2 separate regions of the Zea mays genome follow, and region 2 is linked to region 1. The links are chromatin contacts, called in public Hi-C maps. All regions are on one chromosome and are shown on one strand. The core of a region is the stretch at or near the end of the contact, and the rest is flanking DNA. Distances in the headings are between cores, read along the strand shown.

The links. Hi-C and Micro-C count contacts between places; a contact is called where the count stands out from the background.
Region 2: a Hi-C map of tassel shows a contact between it and region 1, with 3 times the contacts expected there. The contact joins the enhancer-like site here to the promoter of LOC100193062 in region 1. A contact is called at or near these places in 2 of 25 Hi-C or Micro-C datasets (bundle sheath and tassel).

The regions. Positions count from the first base shown.
Region 1 is chr4:140,994,534-140,999,035 of Zm-B73-REFERENCE-NAM-5.0, forward strand. It overlaps LOC100193062, which reads right to left and starts at 2,176. Exons shown (of 5, transcript NM_001138228.2): 1 at 1,943-2,176. The coding sequence starts at 2,064.
Region 2 is chr4:141,758,595-141,762,857 of Zm-B73-REFERENCE-NAM-5.0, forward strand. No RefSeq gene overlaps it. Among protein-coding and RNA genes, the nearest start is that of LOC103653754, 38 kb to the right of the region's middle. Within about 2 kb of position 2,162, at least 17 of the 20 cell types and tissues checked have an H3K27ac peak or open chromatin away from gene starts, as enhancers often do. A contact at or near this core is called in bundle sheath and tassel, where this site is marked.

The DNA of each region.
Region 1 (4,502 bases), core at 926-3,425:
TCAGTAAAGTTGTAATGCGAGTACTATTGATGTCACTAATCAAAACCAGAATTAGCTATTATTAGTAAACTAAGAGCATGTTTGTTTAGGATTATAAAAAAACAAGGAGACTCTCAATTTTGGCGAGGCCTCATGGACTGTAAGCAGGAATATTGTAAAAACAGAAAAATGGAAATTGGAAATGGTGTCTCTACTAGTTTTTGGTTGGATAAGTGGTGTGGTGATGAACCTTTATCCATGAGATACAAAAGACTTTTTGAGTTATCTCTTAATAAAGAGATAAATGTGAATTGGGCCTTAAGAGACAACTGTAACTCCTTAATCTTTAGAAGAAGATTATTTGGAGCTGGGGTCAATCTGTTGGATGATTTAAAAAATAACTGTGCAGATTTCTGTCTTATAGACAGAAATGATAAACCATGTTGGTTGCTTGATAAGAAAGGATTTTCAGTGAAATCATCTTATAGAAACTTTAAAGTAAATATGAACAGGGATCCTTGTTGGTTCATCTGGAAGGCAAAAATACCTCAGAGAATTAAAGTTTTCCTCTGACTGGTCATAAATGATAAAATCTTATCCAAGGAAAATCTGAGAAAGAAAAACTGGCAAGGGAATGTAAATTGTGAGTGGTGTGGTTGTCTTGAAACAACCAGCCATATCTTTTATAATTGCCAGGTTGCATCTTTTTCTTGGAAAATTATTCAGATGTCCTGTCCGTCTCTAACTCTTCCCAAAAATGCTAATGATATGTTTGGGAGATGGTTATGCAAATTCAAAGGTCATGAAAAAAATTTGATCACTGTTGGTTGCAGTGCAGTTCTCTGGTCGTTGTGGAAGCATAGAAATGATTTCTGTTTCAACAACATTTCCTCTTTAAATGCTGTTAACCTTGTGTTTCTGTGCTGCTCTTGGTTGGATGCTTGGGCGATTCTTCAGAAAGAAACTTCAAGAAAGATGCTGCTGGAAGGAAGCTCCCTTCTCAGAAGAATGGTTAAGGAGGTCTTCAACAGGAATTTTGGCTGGGCGCCGATGGATAAAAGACTGTGCAACTAACGTTGAGCGTGATGTCTGTTTGTTTTAGATGTGTGGCTTGCCTGGCTCTCGAAGGCCCTTTTGGTTCTAGGGTATTTGTTTCACAATGTGTTGCTTTTGTCTGGTCGCTGGGGCTTTGTGTGTGGTCGGCCTTGCCAAAAACTGGTTGGTAGTGGTTGCAGTGGTTGTGCGGTATGACTTTTTTGTCAGAAACTGTAGTGATCCACCTTAGGCCTGGATGGCTTGCTTATGCTCTTTTAGTTCTATGAGCTAAGTGGTGTAATAAGTAGTTTTTTCGTTTGAATGTTGTTAAAACTGTGGTCCTATTTCTTAATGAAATAGGGGGAATCCCCTTTCTGTTAAAAAAATATAATCTAACTTATTTTGAACTGATGTTTTGTTTAAAATAAGTTAGATTATATAATCTGAGTGGATTATAATCCCAAACAAACAAGAACTAAGTAAAATCAACTGATATTAATTCAAAAGTACGGGTCTCCTAGCTGCTTGCAACCCCAAATGAGGAAGTGGAAACACTTTGCAGTTGAACAAAAAGTCGAAACGAATTTTTTTTTCCAAGGGTTTGTAACTGAAGAACAGGGTTTGAACTTGAAATTAGTAACTAGTCTACATATGGTAAGAAAGGAAACCAGATACACCAGAATGTGGAGTTCCAACAAAATAATCTTTAATACTTATAGCAGTTTAAGGTAAGTTCATAAGACTGCAGAGAACAGAAATCAACACCAAACAGTTTTCGTGTTGGCTAGCTTCAGGAACAACAATGCAAAATTCTCGTCTAACAAGGAAAAAAACAAAATTTAACATCATCGAGCAACTTAATTTGGGATTTCAAGAAAGCTTCAACGAATTGGCCAGGAGGCGGGGCAACAAAGAAGCAAGACCATACCTGGACAAGGACGGAGCAGAGGACACACGCTTGATCATGAGGAAGCAGGAGGAGCCAGAAGAACAAGAGGCTGAGAGAGGAGGAATCGACGCCAAGAAGCAGAGACCGGTGGAGCACGCCATTCTTGCTGCCCCCGCCTCCCTGGCCTCCTCTCCTCCTTTTTTACGGACGCCGGACACCGTCGTGTTCTACCCTCTAGTTTCGTTTCTTTTGCTTTCTTTCCCAAATCAGGTCGTCGTTATCCGTTTGCCTCACCGTTTTAGGTAGGGCTTCTTGACGGTCTTGGGCCGGCCCACGGCCCAAGCGGAAGATTTGAGATCACCACACCACACTCCGCGACGGCCATCGCTCTCACTCCCGCCCGCTGCCTGACTGTCCCGGCGTCGATCCGGAAGTGGGAGCTGGACTTCTGCTCGCGGTCGCGGCCCATCCTGGACGCGCGCGGCAAGAAGGTGTGGGAGCTCCTGGTGTGCGAGTGCGACGCCACGCTCTCGCTCCAGCACGCCCGACTTCCCCAGCAACGCCAACGCCATCAACAGCGTGACGCTCCGCGACACGCTGGCCTCCGTGCCCACGCCCAATCGCGTCCGCTTCGTCCGGTCCCAGACGCAGACCACCATCGCCCGCGCCTGCGGCGAGCTGGGCGTAAAGGCCGTGTCGAGCCGGCGGTGCGTGTCGCTGCTGCTGCGGCTGGAGGAGCGGTAAGAGGTGCGTGTCACTGGAGCGGAGGTACGCATTCGGTGCAGGTCTGGATTTGGATCTGCTTGGCTTCTGTTACAAAATAATGTACATATGATCAAGGCCCAGCCAACCGTCTATTTATATAGTTATTAATCCAAGGGTCAGATGCTCTTTGTACACATGTATATAAAGGAGATCTCTGCAATAAACAAGAAAACTCTGTCATTTGTCTCATCCTCTCTTTTGTCTCTCCACTGATTTGCCACTGAGCACTGCAACATATTGCAACACGTTATCAGCACTGTCTCAAGGATAAATCAAGACAAGGGAAAGAGCAAGAGTACCTTATGGAGAGATGCCCTCACAACTTGTGGAAAGCTCTCAAAGAGCGCTATGAACAGCAGAAGGAGCTCATATGGCCGTCAGCCAACCATGAGTGGAACCACCTTCGACTGCAAGATTTTAAATCTGTTGCAGAATATAACCATGCTCTTCATAGCATTTGTTCTAAATTGAAGTTTTGCGAGAAAGAGCCCTCTGAAGCAGACAAGATAGAGAAGACTCTATCTACCATGCTTCCAGAGGACAGGATATTGCATCAGCAGTATCGCTCTAGTAATTTCCAGAGATATTCTCAACTCATGCACACATTGACCCAAGCAGAAAAGCATCATGAGCTTCTTCTAAAGAATGCTCAGCAGCGCCCTCCTGGGTCTGCCCCTCTGCCTGAGGTACATTTCAATGTGCATAAGACTGAGAATAAGAAAGGATTCAAGAAAAACTTCAAGAATCCTCCTGGACCTCGCAAATTCAATAAGAACAAATTCCACAAGAAAGGTAAAGTAAAAGGAAAAGGAAATGGCAAGCCTCTACCATCTAAGGGCAATAGAGCTTGCCTTAAATGTGGTACTGAGGGCCATTTTGCTAGGGATTGCACTTGCCCTAAGCACCTTGTTCTTTTGTATCAACAATCCCTAAAGAAGCCAAAGTCTCATAAGCCTGGTTTTGAGGCTCATTTCAATTCTACTGAAGCACCAATTGAGGTTGGAAGTTCTTCACTGGCTTCTGGTGACCTGAAGAACACTCTTGCTAAAGAGCACCTCAATGTGGTTGACAACAAGCCTCCACTTCTACAAGAAGATGAATCTGATGATATGATCATTGAGTATATGTCAAAAGATCCATTTGGAGATTTGGCATAAATCTCTCATGCTTGGAGATTTGATCATGATCACTGTGGCTTGTGTGGTTGTTCTATACTGTCTTTATAATGTTGTTGTAATAAGTAGAGGTATACAATCTCATGTTTTGAGATGTAACACACTCTACAGACCAGTGTTGGGTCCATTGAGTAGTGCGAACTCATTGGATGAGTCGCCATACCATTATTGTAATATTGTTTCGACATTGTGATATTTAATATCATGTTATGTATAGTACTAAGTTGCATCATAAAATTCTTATTCAGAATTTTTTTTATTTATGTATAGATGCATAATGATGACAACTCGACGGAAGAGGAATTATGCCTTGTGGATAGTTGTACCACAAACTCTATACTTAGGGAGATCAAATACTTTCAGACTCTTAAGAAAAGAGATGGGAAAGTTTTGACCATCGCCGGACGCGATGCTGTGATAGTTGGCTCTGGTCGAGCAACTATTACCCTCCCCATGGGTACTGAAATTGTGATCGAGGATGCATTATTGTATCCTGATTCTACACGTACCCTCCTAAGTTTTAGAGATATCCGGCAAAATGGATTTCATATTGAAACCCATGATGAAAATCAAGAAGAGTTTCTCTTCTTGACCAAGCCGAATAAATATGGCAAACGCATATGCAAGAAAATTCCATCACTCACGTCAGGGTTGTACTA
Region 2 (4,263 bases), core at 912-3,411, 760 kb after region 1:
TATCTCATGTGTGGTTATCTATCTAATCACGTGGGATCTGTTGGCTACCGCCTAGGAACGGGTCCAAGCCACCCCTATATATATGAAGGGGTACGACCGATTGAAAACCCCCGAACACTTTTCAATCGAACCAATTACTTTCTTTATCATTCATGCCCTAGGAGTAGATATAGCATAGTCTAGTTGTTGCTTTCCACATGTCCACATCCATCTCTATTCGACTCTATGTCGTCTAGATCTGTCTTGGGTGGTCTGCCGACCCCAAGACGACCTAAGGATCTTACCTCTCCCTAGGGGAAAGATCCATTTCACTCAAGATCTCTTCCTCGACTTGATTTCTTAATTCAAGATCTGATACTCGGCGTGAATCGAGTGCCCTAGTTGACTCTACGTCGTCTAGGGACATCCAGTGTGACATGTCGACCTAGAGCACCCTAAGATCTCTCTCGTAGAGGGCGAGATCTATGTCACAATGAGGAGGAAGACGACCCTGCACCATCGTGCACCGTCTGGCCCAGAGCACGGACCGTCCGGAACGACACAGTGAAGGAACCGCTCCTGCGCCCAGGTCATGGACCGTCCGGCCTAGAGCCGTGGACCGCCCGTGTGCCGCAGCAGAGGGCACCGCGGGCGGTACACCCCGGTGTTTGGCGCCTAGATAGGCATTAACACATGGCAACATAATTGACCAAAGCAGTTATACTATATATATTATACATCTCTTTATCTGAAAAGCATGATGGCAACAGATGGTGAAATTTGGAGCATAAAACTTGAAACACTGATGTGGTGATCATCATGCCGACTAAACAAGAATGAGAACCAAGCCTGAGGACTTTGGGGCTGAGCTCGAAGATCGGGAGGGTCGGTTATCTAAAATTTGACAAATAAGTCACAATTGGCAAGAGGCTAACTTATTTGAATCTGAGATTTTGCTAAAGTTAGCCTCGGAGGCAACATCCATATGATGCACCAAAGTTCATGATTATTACTTACGAAGAAAAGAAGAAGAATTTCACCTACCTGAAAAAGACGACTTTGCCAGATAAAATTCGAGGCTAGTGTGAAGGATATATACCATAGGGTACCATCAGACGCTCGGATGTTCAATAAATGAGCCTACAGAACCCAACTCGGCTCTACTTCGGATTTGGACTCCCTTAGCAACTCGGACTCGGATACCCAGAGTCCCATGTCAAGAAAACGATTAGGACGAGTGAAAGGTTATCTTATACACACAAGATCCGTTGTAACAAACATTTACGAGATATAAGCGGTCGAAACTGAACGAAAATAATCAAAACCGAATTTGCTTGTTCTTATTTTTAGAACCGACCAATTCCTATTTTGGTGTTGTTTGATTCATGAAATGTAACATAAATGACAATAATAATGATTCACACTCGAGTACCAGCGCTAATAAATTTGAATAGATTGTGTGGTAGTTCCAGAAAAACAAGTCGTTTTGGACATGATTACGCACACTAAGGACTGATTTATTAGTAGTCTACTTTCCAGTCGTGCCCTTATTAAATATAGTATGTCACCAATAATAATGAGTTGTCCTTCTTATCTTAACTGGTCACCATATTCCTTGTAACACTCCAAAAATCTTGATTTTGGGTTAAATAATTTTTCCCAAAAATAAACAAAATTGAAGTGTCATCTGATGGGGAATTAAACCCCGAAAGTGACCTTTCCTAAAACAATTAGGTGAAATTAAAAGTTTGATAGTTTAAAACTTAGATCCAAATTTAGAAACTAAAATTTAAGTTAAAGCATCTTTTTATAAAAGAATTATTATTTTTAAAATAACTATTTTGAGCGTATGAATCTCATGTTTAAAAACATTTGTTTTTAAAAATAATAAACAGATAAAATATTATTGCACCTCGTGCTGGAATTTTGGATGTGCATTTAAACTTAAATTTGATCTCCAAAATTTGATTTGAATTTGAATATTCAAATAGGAAAGGAAATAGAAATCAGAACTAGAAAAAATAAATAAAAAGGAAAACAAAAAGGGGCAAACCTACTCGTGGGCCAAGTTTCTCGGTCGGTCCAGTTTAACTCACTTTGTCGGTCCACTTACCCGTTTGCACCACTGGCCCAACTCAATTTAAGCACCTACAGGTGGGGCCCTTTCGCAGCATCACAACACGCATGTGGGGAGGAAACTTTCCCCCGCTACCGAGTGGGCCCTGGTATCAGACCTCGCGTCCCCTGCCCCTCGCATTCACTACGTCCGGCGCGGGCAACAACCGAGGGTTGTTGGGATCGTAGCAAACCTGACCGAGGTTTGTTAGTCGATTCGGGATCCTTTCCGCAACCATATATATCGGCATCTTCACACATCCCTCCTCGACCGTCGACGCCTGCCTCACTTTAGCATCCAGATGAGAGGGAGAGGAGGCCACCGCGGTTGACCTTCATGCTCCAGGCTGCCTACCTCCAATCACGTGCATGGGAGAAGTCGTCGGTGCACGCCACCCGCGTACGAGGATTTGTAGTGTGGAATAGTTGATCGGAGTATGGGAGATCTCTCATCGGAGCTCCATCATCGCCGCCGAGTTGCCCTTCTCGTGGTCTGCACGGCCATGACCTTAATTGCTGGTGAGATAATGGCCCTGATATTTGTTGTCTTCCTTACTTCGAGTAGCGTCTGTTAGATTTGGATTTAGGTGACCGGGTCACATAATTCATGTTCTCCGGTGAGGTGCCCATCGCTCCTGCTTGGGCATCGCCACGGAGGAAACCAGCGCCGCCTGTCGGGTAGCAGAGAGGAGGAAGAAGGAATGGCAGCAGTTGTCGATCAGTGGAAGCATGGTCAGGATTAAAAGTAGCGTACTCAATTTGTGTTTTAAATCTCAACAGTTGATCGATAATCCGAGGGTCGGGATTGATCGGGGTCGTGTTGGCTTTCGATCCATTGATTTCCTATCCTATGGCCAACATGGGTATACCGGTTCATAATCTCGTGGATCTAATCTGGGCTGTTTGGATTAGATCGGGCGGCTCAAGGTGCTCGATACCCCTTCGTACCGAGATAAGTGCAAAAAAAACCCTCGATGAAGTATAAAATAAACCTATCGCCCCTCCTGTAATAATATCTTACACCTAGGTCCCTGGTTTTTATAAAACCATCCCTCAAAGTTATTTTCAGTATGAAAGATTAATAATAAATCACCCCAAAACTTATTTGGTTCATAACTTTTTCATTTTATATCCGTTCTGATTTGTTCCCGTCGCGTTAGCTTCATAACGATATTGCCTACACGTTAACTACCCTATTTTTTTTATGTAACAATAATTATCTAATTTATTTAATCTATATGGGGTTAGAGGTTCTAATGCGGGCAATATGATATTCTGATCCTGTAATTAGAATCTGACTAAAATATAGTATCTAATCAAGTAATAATTTAGACTAAAGTTGAATTAACTATTACTTTATATTATCTTTCTCACATGATTTATAAAATCAATCTAATATCTAGTATTAATTGTTTAATCACATAGATCTTGCGAAAACCATATCTCCTCAATTGTGACTCTGATTTTAGTGGTTCTCGGACCTGTGATCTCATAGCAGCGCGTAGAATATTCTTACGTTGTTTGTTCATATGCTTTGGTAATGTTACCATATCCATTATTTGCTTCAATGTATGTATTGCTACGAATAGAGGCGAGGTGACGAGGACCTTGAAGCCCCAGTTTTAGGTCAACATCTGAACAACAGAGTTATCACAAGTATAAGGCAAGTTGTGCCCTTGATCAGTCTTCTTTACCTAATAATGTTCCTGTTAATCACTATGACATGCTCAGGCTAATTTGATGGGACCTAATAGGTTACCCTAGTTTTGTTCACTCTACACCTTGCAAACCAATGAACTATTGGGTAGACTTGCTATTTCTCTACCTGGTTTTGGGATTAATGTTAGACTGAACTATGATCATGTTCCACTATTATTGTTGGTTTAATTATTGGTCACGATAATACCATTGTGTTAATTGAAACATGGAGCTTAATTTGAGATAGCAGTGCTACCACAAGGGTGGAATGGGACACCCTTGGCTGAATAATTAGGAAAGCTAGTGTGAGTTAATCCATTCCCGTAAGGGGCAAGGAGGGTGGAGGAGTGGAGGTGTAGGGAGGTCCTCGGGTCGGACTGTCTTTTTAGCTTTCCGGACGAGGGATTCCTATATCGCCTTCGTTCCGGAATCTGTAGCGGGTTCTCTCCTCTAGTGGAACTTTGTAAAGGC